Regions from separate parts of the Capra hircus genome. Here region 2 is linked to region 1. Evidence: chromatin contacts called from public Hi-C data. All regions are on one chromosome and are shown on one strand. The core of a region is the stretch at or near the end of the contact, and the rest is flanking DNA. Distances in the headings are between cores, read along the strand shown. Region 1 has its middle 63 kb from the start of SEC14L1. Region 2 holds the start of MGAT5B (alpha-1,6-mannosylglycoprotein 6-beta-N-acetylglucosaminyltransferase B).

Region 1 (2,791 bases), core at 31-2,530:
TTTTCAGGTCTGGAGATGGTGGTGAGAACGGCAGGGGTGGGTGCTTCAGGCTGTGAAGCAGAACTTCTTTATAATGCCCAGCCTGGAGGGGAGCAGAACCCTAACCACACACTGTACCTCCTCTCCTAGGTTCCGCATGTCTGTAGCTGGTATTTATTGTCTGCAGATTCCAATTGGCCTGAAACTAGAGGAAAGAAACATGGGGGTCTGAAATTGCCACCAGTACTGTGGGGGCTTCAGGAACCAACTTGGTACCAGTTGGTTGGAGAAATATAATTCCCACGTGAGACCCATCTCCTGACTCTAAAATAGAAACACACCAGCAAAGCCAGCCTGTAAAGGAGGGAGGAGGCTTACTGGAGCATCTTCTTAGCTCTCAAGTGGTACCCAGTTGGTGACATGTGGATCTGAGTCATCACCAGCAGCAGATGTCAATTTCCATAGGGGTCAATTTCCATGAGTCTTGAAGTCATCTTGTAGCTGTGAGAACACAAGTCACCTCTTCTTCCATGTTATTTTGTGATTACTGCTTGAAAAAGACAGAGACAAAGAGAGAAACTGACAGATGGGGGTGCAGGGACGAGAGAGATACAGAGAGATAGACAGTATGCATGAAGGAAGGAATCTCAATAAAAGAATCCCAAGTCTAGTTTTTGTCTCTCTAGAAGTTCTCATTTTTCAAGCTGCCATGGGGATGTTGGTGCTCATGTGCAAACTCAATTCTCCATAATCCTGCAGCGCTATGGCCCAGGGACAGCCTGAGTCTGGGGACACGTCACCCATTTGTTCTTCTGACCCTGCCACACACCCACCATCCATCAGTCATGGCTGCAGGGAGCAGAGTGTTTCCATGCTCCCCAGATGTGCGATCTCTCTCCCTCTGCTGGAGATGGCCTCTGCAGACTGGAGGCAGTGGGACTGGCCCCAGGTGGGCCCCCTTTGCCTCCTGCATCCCTTTGCCTTGGGCAGTTCTCCAAGGTCCCTGCGGCTCAGACCATCCTGAGGCTGACTGCCTTGGAATGACCTCCCAGTGACACCCATCAAGTTGTTCTGGAAATCTCCTTTATTCTGTGCTTCTAGGGTTCCAAGGAAGAGGAGCTTTCTAAGCAGAGGGGTCAGGCTGGTCTTGCAGTTATGTTGGTGATGGGGGGTGAAACATGGATGCAGCCTTGGAGATGAGGGGGCCAGCGGTGCCTGAAGAGGGAGTGGGCTCGCGGGAGTGTCAGTGGGCAAAGGACACTTGGGGCCCTCAGCTCCTTGCCCACCCGCCTCGCTCGCCTCCCCACTGCTTCCTGCCAAACCTCATTGGTCCCCCACCAGGTCCGCACGCTGACCCCGTGACAGCTCGTGCTGGGGTCACGTGGTGGGATGGGAGGGGGTGTTATCAGTCCAAAACACGCCAGCCGCCAGCGTGTTTTATGGGATTCCGAAAGCACAGCAAGTGGAAGAAAAATCTTCCCCTAAGCTTCCCTCAGAAGATAGAGGGGGAAAAAATGAGGAATGGGAGAGATGAAAAGACTTTTTTCTTGCCCAAATAGGAGCCACACTTCAGATGAAAATAACATGTCTTGAAGGTGGTGATAAGATAGGAAAGAAAATTGCTCTCAAAGCGTTTAAGGCGGTGCCTCCCTCTTATCTTCCATGCCCCTACCCGGGGGAAGACGGTGTTTTCAGCTGATTGAAAAGAACCCAGTAGGTGGAACAAAAGCTGGTCTCTGAGAACATTAGCCCATTGTTTAAAGTGTTTAATTTCAAGCCTTCAACACTTTCTTTTTTTTAAAAAACAAATCCATGAGGCAACTGTAGGGAGAAAACAAGAGCTGCCTGCCAATTAGCGCTATCTTGCTTGCTTGTCCAACTGCTCCATCTTTTGTTAAAGCCATAAATGCATTTTTCCAAGCCACTTGGCTTCTCGGATGCTGTATATTTAATCTGCCTGGAACATTCCACAGATCGGGCGCTTTTCAAAGCATTTCATTAGAGCTGTGACTGCCCCATGAGGGTGCACACCCAGCCCCTCCCAGACAGTGCGGTCAGTGCTCAGCTTAACAGGCAGCCTTCTTGGCTGGCTTTGGTCACAGAAAATGTGTCACTTGTGGTTATGGGTTGACTTGCGTCCCCTCCAGATTCACATAATGAAGTTCTAACCCCCATGGCCTCAGCATGTAATTTGGAAGTAGAGTCGTTGCAGATATAATTAGTTAAAGTGAAGTGAAAGTTTCTCGGTAGTGTCTGACTCTTTGCGACCCCACGGACTATACAGTCCATGGAATTCTCCAGGCCAGAACACTGGGGTTGGTATCCTTTCCCTTCTCCAGGGGATCTTCACAACCCAGGGATCGAACCCAGGTCTCCCGCATTGCAGGCGGATTCTTTACCAGCTGAGCCACCAGGGAAGACCAAGAATACTGGAGTGGGTGGGCTATCCCTTCTGCAGGGGATCTTCCCGACCCAGGAATTGAACGAGGGTCTCCTGCATTGCAGGGAGATAATTAGTTAAGATGAGGTCATTAGGGTGGGCCCTAATTCAATATGACCGGCGTCCTTATAAAAGGGGAAATTTGGTCACAGAGACACACATGGAGGACAGATGGCATTCCAAAAGCCACGGAGCAGACTTCCCTGGTGGTTCAGTGGATAAGAATCTACCTGCCAACGCAGGGAACGCGGGTGCAATCCCTGGTCCGGGAAGATTCCACGTGCGATGGAGCAAGGAAGCTTGTGCATCGCAACTACTGAGCCAGAGCCTGTGCTCCAAGCACAGCAACAAACAGTAGCCGCTGCTCGCTGG
Region 2 (2,700 bases), core at 150-2,649, 150 kb after region 1:
GCAGAGCCCAGCCAGCCCCCCAGAGTCCATAGTCCTGCCTGGCCTGGACCGCCCAGGTCGGAGTAGGAGGTCGGTCTTGTCTTCCCTCCTGCCTCCACGCTCTGGCCACCCCTCCTCCCCACAGCGCCGCCCCTGCCCCAATTTCTCCAAGGCCCGCGATCCGGGATCGAATTCCCAGTAGAAGGGGGTGGGGGGTCTTTGCCACAATCTCGGGGCCCTCCCATGGGACAGAAGCCCGCACCCCCCGAGAGAAAAGGAGTGCAAGCAGGAGGCGGGGTCAAAGAGGGTGGCTCGGGCGGAGGGGGTGGGGGGGCGGGCTGGGTGGGGATGCCGCCCCGCTCGAGCGCTAACTTTGCCGCGGGGATGGGGCCGATCTCGAGGTGGGGAAGGACCGGAGAGGCAGGGAAGGGGCGCCCTGGCTGGGGCAACTTCCCCGGCCCAGGACCACAACATGGGTGATTTCTGCCCCCTTTCCCACCTTCGCACCCCGAGTCCTCTCCGAATCTAGACCAAACTCGGTCCACACGTCCCAGAATCACACACCCTCCCCACCCGAACCGGGACCCCAGCTCCATGCCTTTCCCAGCCCCGCTGGCCACCATCAAGGGTGGAAGCACAAACCGCCCCGCTCTGCTACTGGGACACCCTAGGGACAGGTACCCTCGCAGAGACTGACCTCGCCCACCTACCCCGCGCCCCCTTGGAGAAAAAGCCCTCCCCGCGCCAACGGGAAAGAACTTTACCGAAAGGGTCTCAGGGTGACCAGGCATCTTCTGACCATTATCTTCCCATCGGGGTTGACTGTGATCATTGTTCAAACTTGTCCGGGCGAGAAGCCGAGGGCGAGGCCGGCCGGACGGTCCCGAGCTCGGCTCTGGCCACGTCCTGGCAGCGAACCCTCTGCGGGCCGAAGCCGGGCCCGAGCGAGGCGAGGAGGGGGCCCGGGGGCCCGGCGGCTTCGCGGCCCGCGGGGTCGGCGGGGGCTCGGCGGGCAGGGGCCGGGGAGCGGCGCGGCTGCCGGAGGCCGGCGAGGGCGCCTGGCCGGGCCGTCTCTGCGTCTCCGCCCTCCCCCTTCACATTCTGGAGGCCGGGAGGCGGCGCGCCCCCAGACCGCCGGCCGCGCGTCTGCCTGCTCGGGCTCTCTCGCAGGGCGGGACGGCGCCGCGACGCGCAGACGGGCTCCCCGCCGCGGGCGCCCTCATGCCCGCCCGGGCCCGCGCCCTCGGTGCCGGCTAGCGGCGGCCCCGGCCCCGCGCCCCGGCCCCCCGCGCCTCCGCGCCGCGCCGCTTCCCGGCCGCGTACCGCGCCGCGCCCATGGCCCCCGGCGAGGGCGCCCCGCGCCCGCGCTGCCGCCCGCTCTCCCCGCTGCCCGCCCTCGGGTGTCGGGTGTCCAGCCCCGCGCTGCGTTACGCCCGGAGGCGCCGCATTGTTAGCTCGGAGGAGGCGGCCGAGTAGCGGCTGGGGCGGCCCGGGAGCGGCCGCCACGCTTCCTCGGCGCGCCGGCGCCACCTCGTGGCCGCGGCCCAGCGGCGCGCTCTCCAGGCCCGAGGCGGGGCGCCGGGGTGGGAAGGCGGGCGGGCGTCCCCGAGCCTCCTTCCAGCCCTGCAACTTCCCCAGGCCCCGCTTTCGGAAGCATGCCGGGTGCCACCAGCTCTGAGGGCCGAGGGCTGCTTCGGGCTCCTGCAGAGCACAGAGGAGGTCAGCGCTAGGAGGAGGTTGCCCCCTTATGCCCTGTGCCAGGGCCCTCCCTCGGGTCGCTGCTCCTGCCTCTGCGGCCACAGGGCTTCTGCATCGGCCCCTTCACACCCACGATTTCGCTTTGCAACCTTCACCCATCCTTTGGCCCTCTATGGACAGACTGCAGCAGCTCTCCTTTGCTTCCTTTTTTTAAACACGGCCTGTGACACTGAGGCTTTTCCTCTGAGCCCAGAAACAGGGGCAGGTGGGTTGGGTTCTAGTCTCAGACCTTCCGTTAACCAGCGGGTGATACCTGAAAGTCAAGGGGACTGCTCGGTTTCCCTCACCCTGCCCCACCCCACCCCATGGCTCAGCGGTAAAGAATCTACCAGCAATGCAGGAGCCGCAGGAGACACGGGTTCGACCCCTGGGTCACGAAGATTCCCCTGGAGGAGGAAATGGCAACCCACTCCAGTACTTTTGCCTGGAGAATCCCATGGTCAGAGGAGCCTAGCCAGGCTACAATCTATAGGGTCTGACATGACTGACATGGAGTCTGACATGACTGAAGCGACTTGGCAGGCACACGTGAGGTTCACTAAGGCTCCTTCCAACTCCAGAAAGCATGCATGTCCTCCCTTCACCCCCACCCACCCTGCTTCCACTTCTTGACCCTGGAGAGGTGTTTGCCTTTGCAGAGAGAGGTCAGTGGCCCCTGTGAGCACCCCGAGCAAGAACCAAGCCTGGATCTGAGGATGCTGCTCAGGCAGGAAGGGCACTTGCCAGACCAGCTTGGCCAGCCATAGCCAGGGAAGGCCCAGGCTGGGAAGAGCCCAAGGCCTCAGGCCATGTGAAGAAGGACATGGATGACCCCGAGGGCCTTTCCAGAAGAGGAAACCTCTATACTGGTCCATCCAGTCCTTGTCTGGTCCAACCAGGCCCCAGCCTCCCCGCTTCCACCCCCACCCCTTTGCTGCTCACCTAGCCCACCCCCCAGCCCTGATCAGGGCCATTTCTCACCAG

The links. Hi-C and Micro-C count contacts between places; a contact is called where the count stands out from the background.
Region 2: a contact with region 1 is called in a Hi-C map of liver, with 6 times the contacts expected there. The contact joins the promoter of MGAT5B here to the enhancer-like site in region 1. A contact is called at or near these places in 3 of 5 Hi-C or Micro-C datasets (blood and liver).

What each region holds. Positions count from the first base shown.
Region 1 is chr19:54,028,036-54,030,826 of ARS1.2, forward strand. No RefSeq gene overlaps it. Among named protein-coding and RNA genes, the nearest start is that of SEC14L1, 63 kb to the left of the region's middle. Within about 2 kb of position 1,281, at least 1 of the 5 cell types and tissues checked has an H3K27ac peak or open chromatin away from gene starts, as enhancers often do.
Region 2 is chr19:54,182,198-54,184,897 of ARS1.2, forward strand. It overlaps MGAT5B (alpha-1,6-mannosylglycoprotein 6-beta-N-acetylglucosaminyltransferase B), which reads right to left and starts at 1,400. Exons shown (of 18, transcript XM_018063721.1): 1 at 744-1,400. The coding sequence starts at 811.